Regions from separate parts of the Mus musculus genome. Here region 2 is linked to region 1. The links are chromatin contacts, called in public HiChIP or PLAC-seq maps. All regions are on one chromosome and are shown on one strand. Each heading gives the region's core, a stretch centred on a gene start, on an enhancer-like site or on the middle of the called end of the contact. The rest is flanking DNA. Distances are from core to core; before and after follow the strand shown.

Region 1 (3,972 bases), core at 993-3,492:
TCCACATGTTGTCCAGGAATCAGGTAAGAGACAGGGAGTGGTGTACGCTTTCTATGAGCAGCGACCACTCAGACTGAGATCTTACTCCCTTTGCACAGCTCTGAAACACAATAAACAAAACACAAATCTGCTTACAATGCAGAGTCTGACTCATTTCAATTTTAATTCTCAGTTTGTTTCAGTTGCTAATTTTAACGTGTAAGGATTAGTCAGCTTGTGTTGATATCCAGCATACTACAGGATGGGGTAAATTCTAACTGTTCTAAAACTGCAAAGTCCAGAACTTTGGCTTTTGGACAGCAACTTTCTCTTATAACTCATATGTGTTAAAAGCAAAGGGCATAGCTTTCTCATGCACTTAATGGTTTTCTACTTTTAAGGAGAATATATTAGATGATGTGATGTTTAGCATAAAACCAACTTTCCTGTTTGAAAACTTTGTCAAAGTCCTGTCACTAAAACTTGTGGAGAAGAATTCTTTGAACTATCAATAACAAGCCCCAGAAACTGCAACTGATATCTGCATAGACTGAGCAAAGAGATACGGTATTTATTTAAACTGGGTGGCATAATAATTTATATAGTTTTACTAGTTGAGTGGCTGAGAAGTCATCGTTTTCTTTTTAGCTTGACTCTTGCTGTAAGGGAGGTGTGTTGTGTAAGAGAACTTGTGTGTTTCCATTTTCTGAAATATAGCTAAGAGGATTTCAAGACATTCAGTGATAGAGTCTTGTTACATTTTTGTCAAATTAGGTTTATTTGGAAACATCACCTTTAAACAGAAGTCGTGGTTCTTTGAGGAAGGCAGCTAAAGAGGTTGATATCCGGTAACCTGGAGCTGCATTTGTGGAGAACTTTGGCATTGCTGTCCTTTTCTTTAGGAAAGTAACACTGGGAACCTGGAGCTGATAGGACCAGGATGCTAATTAGAATGCAAACTACAAACTTTATATCCTGAAAAGAGACCAGAGCATGCTGAGGCAGTCTAAAAAATCTGAAGGATGGATGTAGATGAGATTTCAAACTTTTTACTTGCTAAGTTAGTATCAAATTGAAGCTCAAATATATCAATACTTTTTAAGTTAAAAAAATACTAAGTTTTCTTCAGGATCTACTGGAAGACTTTCTATATCTTTCTTGTTTCTTTTTTCTTCTTCCTTCCTTCCTTCCTTCCTTCCTTCCTTCCTTCCTTCCTTCCTCTTCTTCCTCCTCTTCTTCCTCCTCCTCTTTCTTTTTCTCTTCTTGATGAAATAAATGATCCATACTAGAATCTAATAGTGGTAAATATAAAAGAAGTACTGGTTTAAAACAGACTGCAGGATGTAACACAGCCACTCTGTGGGTTGTAAGTCTTTTGTTGTTGTTGTTCTTTTGTTCAGTAATTGATTACACCAGCACCCCCGCCCCTTAACCCACCTTAAAGGGCAAGCAGAAATTCATGTTTTCATTCATCAGCCCATCCCTCTGAAACGCGTTCGATATTAAGACAGTTTGCAAGGAGCAAGAGCGGAGGAAACAAGAGCCTACAGCTAGGCAGCAGCAAGGTTAGAAGATACACGTGAGATTGCCTGCAATAACTCAGGGGCTTGATTCTGTCCAGTATTTGCATGGAGTTAGCAAGTTAATTAGGGAAAGACGCTGTTCTTCGTGTGCCCTTTTGAGATATCTGTGCCTCTGTAGCTCGTGTGGTGTCATAAAACTATGGGAAAGTCTTCCCAGCTGTTTGACACGACCTGGGAAAATTGAAACATTGATACTGCCTGAAGGTTTTTGCAGCAATGTAGTGCAGCAGAGGCTGACTTGGCGCTCTGGAAGATTTGCTGAGGATATCAGAATGTTTCTTTTGTCTTTGTGTCCACTCCCATCCCCCGCTTTCCCACGTGATCAGGTGCCAGTTAGAAAGTTGCTAGGGGAAGACCGTGGTGTTGGGATGAGGGGGAGAGATTTAGCGCAGAAGGAGTTAGATGGCAGAATTCCCACGAAGGCCGGCGAAGGATGAAAAAGATAAAGAAATCTTTTTTTTTTTTCTCCCTCTGAACCAGAGGATTCTCTGCATGACTTCCTCACTGTTGGCGCGATGAGCTTTCAGGCTGCGATTTTATTAACGATTCATATGGAGATGGAGGGCAGCTAGGAGGAGCAGATTCTCACATAAACTTGATCTGTCCATGAATGCGCTCCTCTGTTTGCCCTGACCCTGGATGGCTTAAGACACTGCCTGTGAGGCCAGTGTGCAGACACAAAGGAAGAAATGAAAAGCAGGCACATTCCAGGACTCTGCACAAAGGAACCCAACAGTTTCTAGCCTTCTCCCCAGAGAGGGTGTTATCTGCATGCAGCCAAAAACATTTGAAATGTTTATTTGTGAACCTTCAGTTTTAACAATCCAGGCGAAGTCCCTTCAGCAACCATCTATCAAGTTGTTTTGCTGTGTTTTAAGTTCTGTTTCTCTGCACTTGGTGAAGCTGGGTATTTCACGAAGGGGGCATTTTCTAAAGTTAAGCTTCAGGAGTCACGGCCTTACATTGTCTTTATTGGATCTCTGGGTGGTTGCTTTGCCAAAGGTGTCCTTTCTAAGCTGCACAGAGCCAGAAAATATTTTAAAGCTGAGTTTGACTGTGTGAGACATCTCGATACTGAAGCTCTGAGTGAATTTATACTGAGTGAAATCAATGCACACACGGAGGTGATGTGAGTTCCCAGGCCTGTCCATCACTGTGTTCAGGAGCATAGATCTAAGTGTGACATTAGGAGAAAAATGGAAGAAGGAAGCAGAGAGAAAAATTGAGTGGGATAAAAGAGTCAAGGAAACTAGGGACTTTGTGACTTCTATAACCATCACCAGCTCACTGTATCCTGTAGCATGTGTGTCAGGATAGTGACAAGGTTTACAAACTATCTTTGTGTAACAATGTATACCAGGATTATTGCTGAACAAACATGTTGCCTGGAACGATAATATCTTTAGGTTTAAGGGACTGAAAACTCTATGTGCTTCAAGGTATTCCTGCATTGAACTACACGGTTCCATAGATGCTCAAAAATTAGGATCTTCAAATACTCAGACTTTTGAGTTTTCTATGTGTTAAAGCTGTTCAAGTTGCTTCAAACTTTTATGCTTCATTATTGAAAGAACCAGTTAAGGAGTCCAGACAAATGCCATTCATCATGACAGGGTATTCCTTTCATGTTATGTGGCTTTATTTCCATGAAATTAACTGTTGTACTTTGGCTAATTGTCAGTAATTGGGGACAAAATCGCTTCATTGTTTCCCTATGGCATGATACTAATTAGGATCTTTGTATTATTGGCTCAGTCATGTTTGGTATTTTACCTTCTATATTAAGTCAATGATAAATAGTACTGAAAGCATATTTTAAGGAAATCCATGAGATAAAATGCTTCAATTAATAGCTAAACAAGCCTTTTAAGTAGTCTACCATAAGTTAACTTGAAAACATTGACATTAAAGGAAGTTTTTGTTGGAGATTTTGTTGATTTCCTCAAATAGTAACTAATTTTTCTGATTTGAATGGAATCCTGGTCAAATCATTTTTAAGATATCACAGTCCCCACTCTCCACCTGTGTGGTTATATGCATTCCCATTATTCTGTTTGTGAAAATAATAGAGAAGTTAGGATTGCTGCAAGGAGTTTTGTGGCATAAGAGAGGGCTGAGAGAACTTGTTTTCATCTGAATTCATGATGAGTAAACTGATGTTCTTAAAATACACCTCTGCTTTCCTGCTTTATTGCTTGTTTCTTCCATATAACAATATAATTCAAGGCACCGTATTTCATGCAAAATATATCCAATTAGTTTAAATAAGAAAATCTTAGTTTGTAAATTTGTTTTCACCCCAAGAAACTGGGAGAAGTAGCTTAAACTAGTTTTGGGAGAGAGGCCATGGAAAGTTTTCAAAATCTTGAAGTGAGATTTAATGTTAATTGGAGTATTCCACTAGTCTGGG
Region 2 (4,063 bases), core at 151-2,650, 450 kb after region 1:
GTTATTCTCATTATTTCTTTATGCAAGGTGTTTGCTAGAAGGGGAATCAGACTGTCTATTTACAAAATTATGCGACAATCTGCATAATTAGTTTGCATATGTGTTAGGTTAGTTATGAATGATTAGATTGTTGTTCGGAGTTAAAACGTCTGAATTTTAGAAGAGCCAATCACTACAAAATGAATGGGATTATTTTAGGCAGGAAAAAAAATCCAAATTTCAGAATTAGACTACTAGTGTCAATGGGATTTAGAGTGAGAAACATTATTTACCTCTACCCAGTAATGATACAAGCTAAATGGAAGAATCCGCATAAACATGACAGTGTAAGTCACCACTAAGTACAGTGTAACTTAAATTATTTCTGTTCAAGTGCATTTAAAGTGTCAATTAATTGCCTCCATTTCAAATGCACACCTTTCCCCCAATTATCAAATTAAAATTTGAACTGAATCAATGAGCACAATGATAGTTTAATTATATTAAACCCCACGAAATAAACAGTGAGGAAGTTTGTGCAGATGGCCACCCGTGTCTGACACCTCCAGGCGTAGCCAGTGACAAGTACCATTCTCTCGGTAAATAAAACTGCTTTATTTTACTGCCATTGACGAATCCTTGCTTTTAAAAAGATAGGAGAATGGGTTGCGATAGAAGGATTTAAGGGAATTACAGAAGGAGAAATCGCAGACACAGATGTACTTTTTTTTCTAAGGGCACCAGGTGTTTTAAATGCCACCAGAAGGGTGCTCCAGGCAATTCCATGCTGTCCAAGATAGCTTGGCATAGATTATCCGAAAGCTTTTGTGTCTTTTCAGCTTTTGATTAAAGGCCAGTGTCAGGACTCCTCGGGGCTTTTGCTTGGTACAGTAAAGCCAGAGGATTTTTTTTTATGTTGCTGCCAAAAAGATGCCAGTTAGGATAATTACATTTCAATTTAAATTGGTAATTTTATGAAAATTTAAACGAGAATATGTGTCACCCAAATCTCCTCACTTTTATTCCCCCAAAACATGCACACACACACACACACACACACACACTCCTCTTGTTTAGGGGGACACTGACAGCAGTACACCAGAACCTTCCCATGACCCAGAGTATATGTGCCAGGAATTAAACAGATGAGCAGAAATTGCACAGAGACTGTTTTCTTTGTCCAAATTCATTTTCTAGCCTAGATTTATCACTAGTGTACATTGGAACCATCCCAGGGCATCCTAGCATCTAGCATCTTTCTCCCTGCAGATGCCAGCAAAAGAAGCTTGAGACCAGAGCTGTAGTAATCAAGACACTGTTTTCCATTCCCAGCCAAGCTTTGTATTTGTTAACAGGATGTAGAAAAGGAATCAAACCCACATAGAGTCTCTCACCATCTTGGTGAAAGGAAAAGGACACAAGTGGCCAGATGAACCCCGAATTCTCTGTCTGCCACTTTCTTTTTCCAGGACACATACGCAAGCTTGGCAGCACCAGCAAAGTGGAAGTAATGTTCCTTTGTTTAGAATGCAGTGTGTACGAACATTTACATAATAAAATACACACACAAATAACAGATGGCGAAGAGACACTCATTTCGCCACATGTTGTAAGCACAATATCGTTCCTTGATGATCTCATTTCTCTTACTTCTCCCTCCAGATGTCTACCAGCTATTTAACCTCAGGGGTTATTCAGATGGTGGAAGGTTTTGAAGACAGCCACAAAGCTGGCTATAGAATGTTTCTTTTCCATCATGTACAAATGCCCTTTCTGGATGGAGTTATCAATCCACAAAAAAAAGAAAGAAAGAAAGAAGAGAAGAGAAGAGAAGAGAAGAGAAGAGAAAGAAAAGAAAAGAGAAAGAAAAAAGAAAAGAAAAGAAAAGAAAAGGGAAGAAAAGAGAAAAATGAAAAGAAAAAAGAAAAGCAAGAGCTTTCTTCTGTACAAAAATAAATAAATAAATACATTTTTCATGGGATTTGTTGAGTAGATATTGTCTACCATGAATCCTGGCAATATGATGACTTTGAAAGAGGTCGTTTTCTTCTAAGTTTTTTTTTTTTTAATCCAAGCAGAAAGTGGTTTATTAATACTTTGGGTTCTTTAAGGACACCTTCTTTCAGGAGTCCTTCTGAAATGAGTAGAAGTCTCCAAGATACTTTGTTCTCACATGTCAATCAGTTACTAGGGTTACATCTCAAATATAAGTTAAACGATATGTTATGTAATATAAGCTAGTAAATATGTTGTAGTGTTAGCTCTCCTTATAATCAGATAACAATTCTCTCAAAACACATGACCCATTCTTTGCAATGAGATCCATCATATTTCAACAAAGTACATTGATAACATGTATCATTAACTTTTTCTTTTTATAAATGCACTTTACTCAAAAGAACATATTAAATGTTACCATGTATAAGAGAAAGCCATACCATATGCACTTTGCACAGATATATACATGTTAAGCTACCAGACAATAACTGATAATTCAGAATAAGAATCTGCATTGGTTCATCTAGAGTTTATGACTTCCTCTAAAAGAATACATCCTTAACTGACATTTAATGTTGAAGTCTAGTATGAAGGTGTAATATTAAACAAAAATGCATCAAAATATGAATATCAAAAATCACTCTCCAGTATCAATGTCTTTAAAAACCAACAATGACATTATTCATGAAGGCTAAAATTTAAAAAAATAGTCTGACATGCGTATCCTGAAAATAATATTCAGAAATAAGACTGTTAAATAGGCTAAAATATATGTTGAAGTTTACTTGAAGGCATGAAAAGAGATAATTTAGCATATTCCTGAGAGCTGTTTAAGGAAAAGTGATGGCCAATTGCACACAGATACATGACAAGAGAGTCTTTAACAGATAAAAAAAATGAGAGAGAGATATGGAGACAGAGACACACAGAGACAAAGAGAGACACAGAGAGAGAGAGACAGAGACACAGAAACAGACAGACAGATCGTCAAACAATTATGATAGTTCAGAGAGAAAAGCAGGTAAGGAAAGAGGTTATCAGATGGTTGGGTGGAGTGAACAAAAGTCTTGAACTTTGGTTATTAATTATAAGAAAAAGGCAAAGAAAAGAAAATATGAGAAATAAATAAAATGTTCGAGGGCTACGAAAGGAGAGCAAGCATTGACAGTTTGACAAAATTTACCAGGAATCATTAGATTGAAAGCTTACCACTCCACAAGAGCCTATGATGAATGTATTAAAACAGAATTTCTCAGAACCATAGACTGCTGTGTATTTCTCAAGACAAGTATCTGGGAAACGGGTCCATTTCTTGATAGCTATCCAGAAAACAGATCATTGCCCATCTTCTATCCTCTTTATCTCTAGAGTTCCACATGTTCTGTGACTCAGGCCACCGTGTCCCTATCTTTCTTAGTTTGAAATGGCATAACAACAGTGGAGATAGAGCACTCTGCTCATAGGTTTACGTTTAAGTCGAAATGCCTTCTGGTGAGGATATGAGGTCAAAGAACCTGGACAGTGAACCTAATGCACCAAATCCTAGATAAAAATTCCAATTCTCAGCATTTGAATTCTTCCACAGAAATTTCCTAGAAAATAAACAAGGAAGTAAAGACCACTGGGGAATGTGTTTACAATGCATAAAGAATTAACTTCATACCATCAGTTGGGCTCCTACAATAAATTTGGTCTTTCTAAACGGGAGCTATAACCTCTGGCCATTTTCTTCTTCATAGCACTGACAAGGACTCACAGCAGCAAACGGAATGTGTCCATCACTGTTTTCAATAACATCTCATCATCCTTGCCTCTCCTTTCTCAGCCTCAGCTCTATCGCCCAGAGAATAGGCCCATGGCTCCATTTTGCTGGTGGTGAATCCACCTACCTGGCCATTTTAATTTCTCCTTAACTCCTCTCAAGAAAGTGCAAGAGCAGGTCTGTTTGTCCCACATAGAAGATCCTAATCTGTGAAAGTGAGAATTCAAAGAAAGGCCTATATGGTGGCTTGAATAAGAATGGCCCCCATAGGTAGGCTCATATATTTGAATGCTTAGTCATCTTCATCTTCAGGCATGACACTAA

What was found. HiChIP or PLAC-seq counts read pairs in DNA pulled down with a chosen protein or histone mark.
Region 2: a contact with region 1 is called in an H3K4me3 HiChIP or PLAC-seq map of embryonic forebrain, with 2.2 times the contacts expected there. The contact joins two enhancer-like sites.

Annotation. Positions count from the first base shown.
Region 1 is chr16:77,398,514-77,402,485 of GRCm38.p6, forward strand. All of the region lies in intron 2 of Mir99ahg (Mir99a and Mirlet7c-1 host gene (non-protein coding)), which reads left to right. It overlaps 9430053O09Rik (a long non-coding RNA gene), which reads right to left. Exons shown (of 4, transcript XR_003951960.1): 4 at 1-2,735. Among named protein-coding and RNA genes, the nearest start is that of 9430053O09Rik, 20 kb to the right of the region's middle. Within about 2 kb of position 2,243, at least 155 of the 459 cell types and tissues checked have an H3K27ac peak or open chromatin away from gene starts, as enhancers often do. A contact at or near this core is called in embryonic forebrain, where this site is marked.
Region 2 is chr16:77,851,086-77,855,148 of GRCm38.p6, forward strand. No RefSeq gene overlaps it. Among named protein-coding and RNA genes, the nearest start is that of Mir125b-2, 210 kb to the left of the region's middle. Within about 2 kb of position 1,401, at least 35 of the 459 cell types and tissues checked have an H3K27ac peak or open chromatin away from gene starts, as enhancers often do. A contact at or near this core is called in embryonic forebrain, where this site is marked.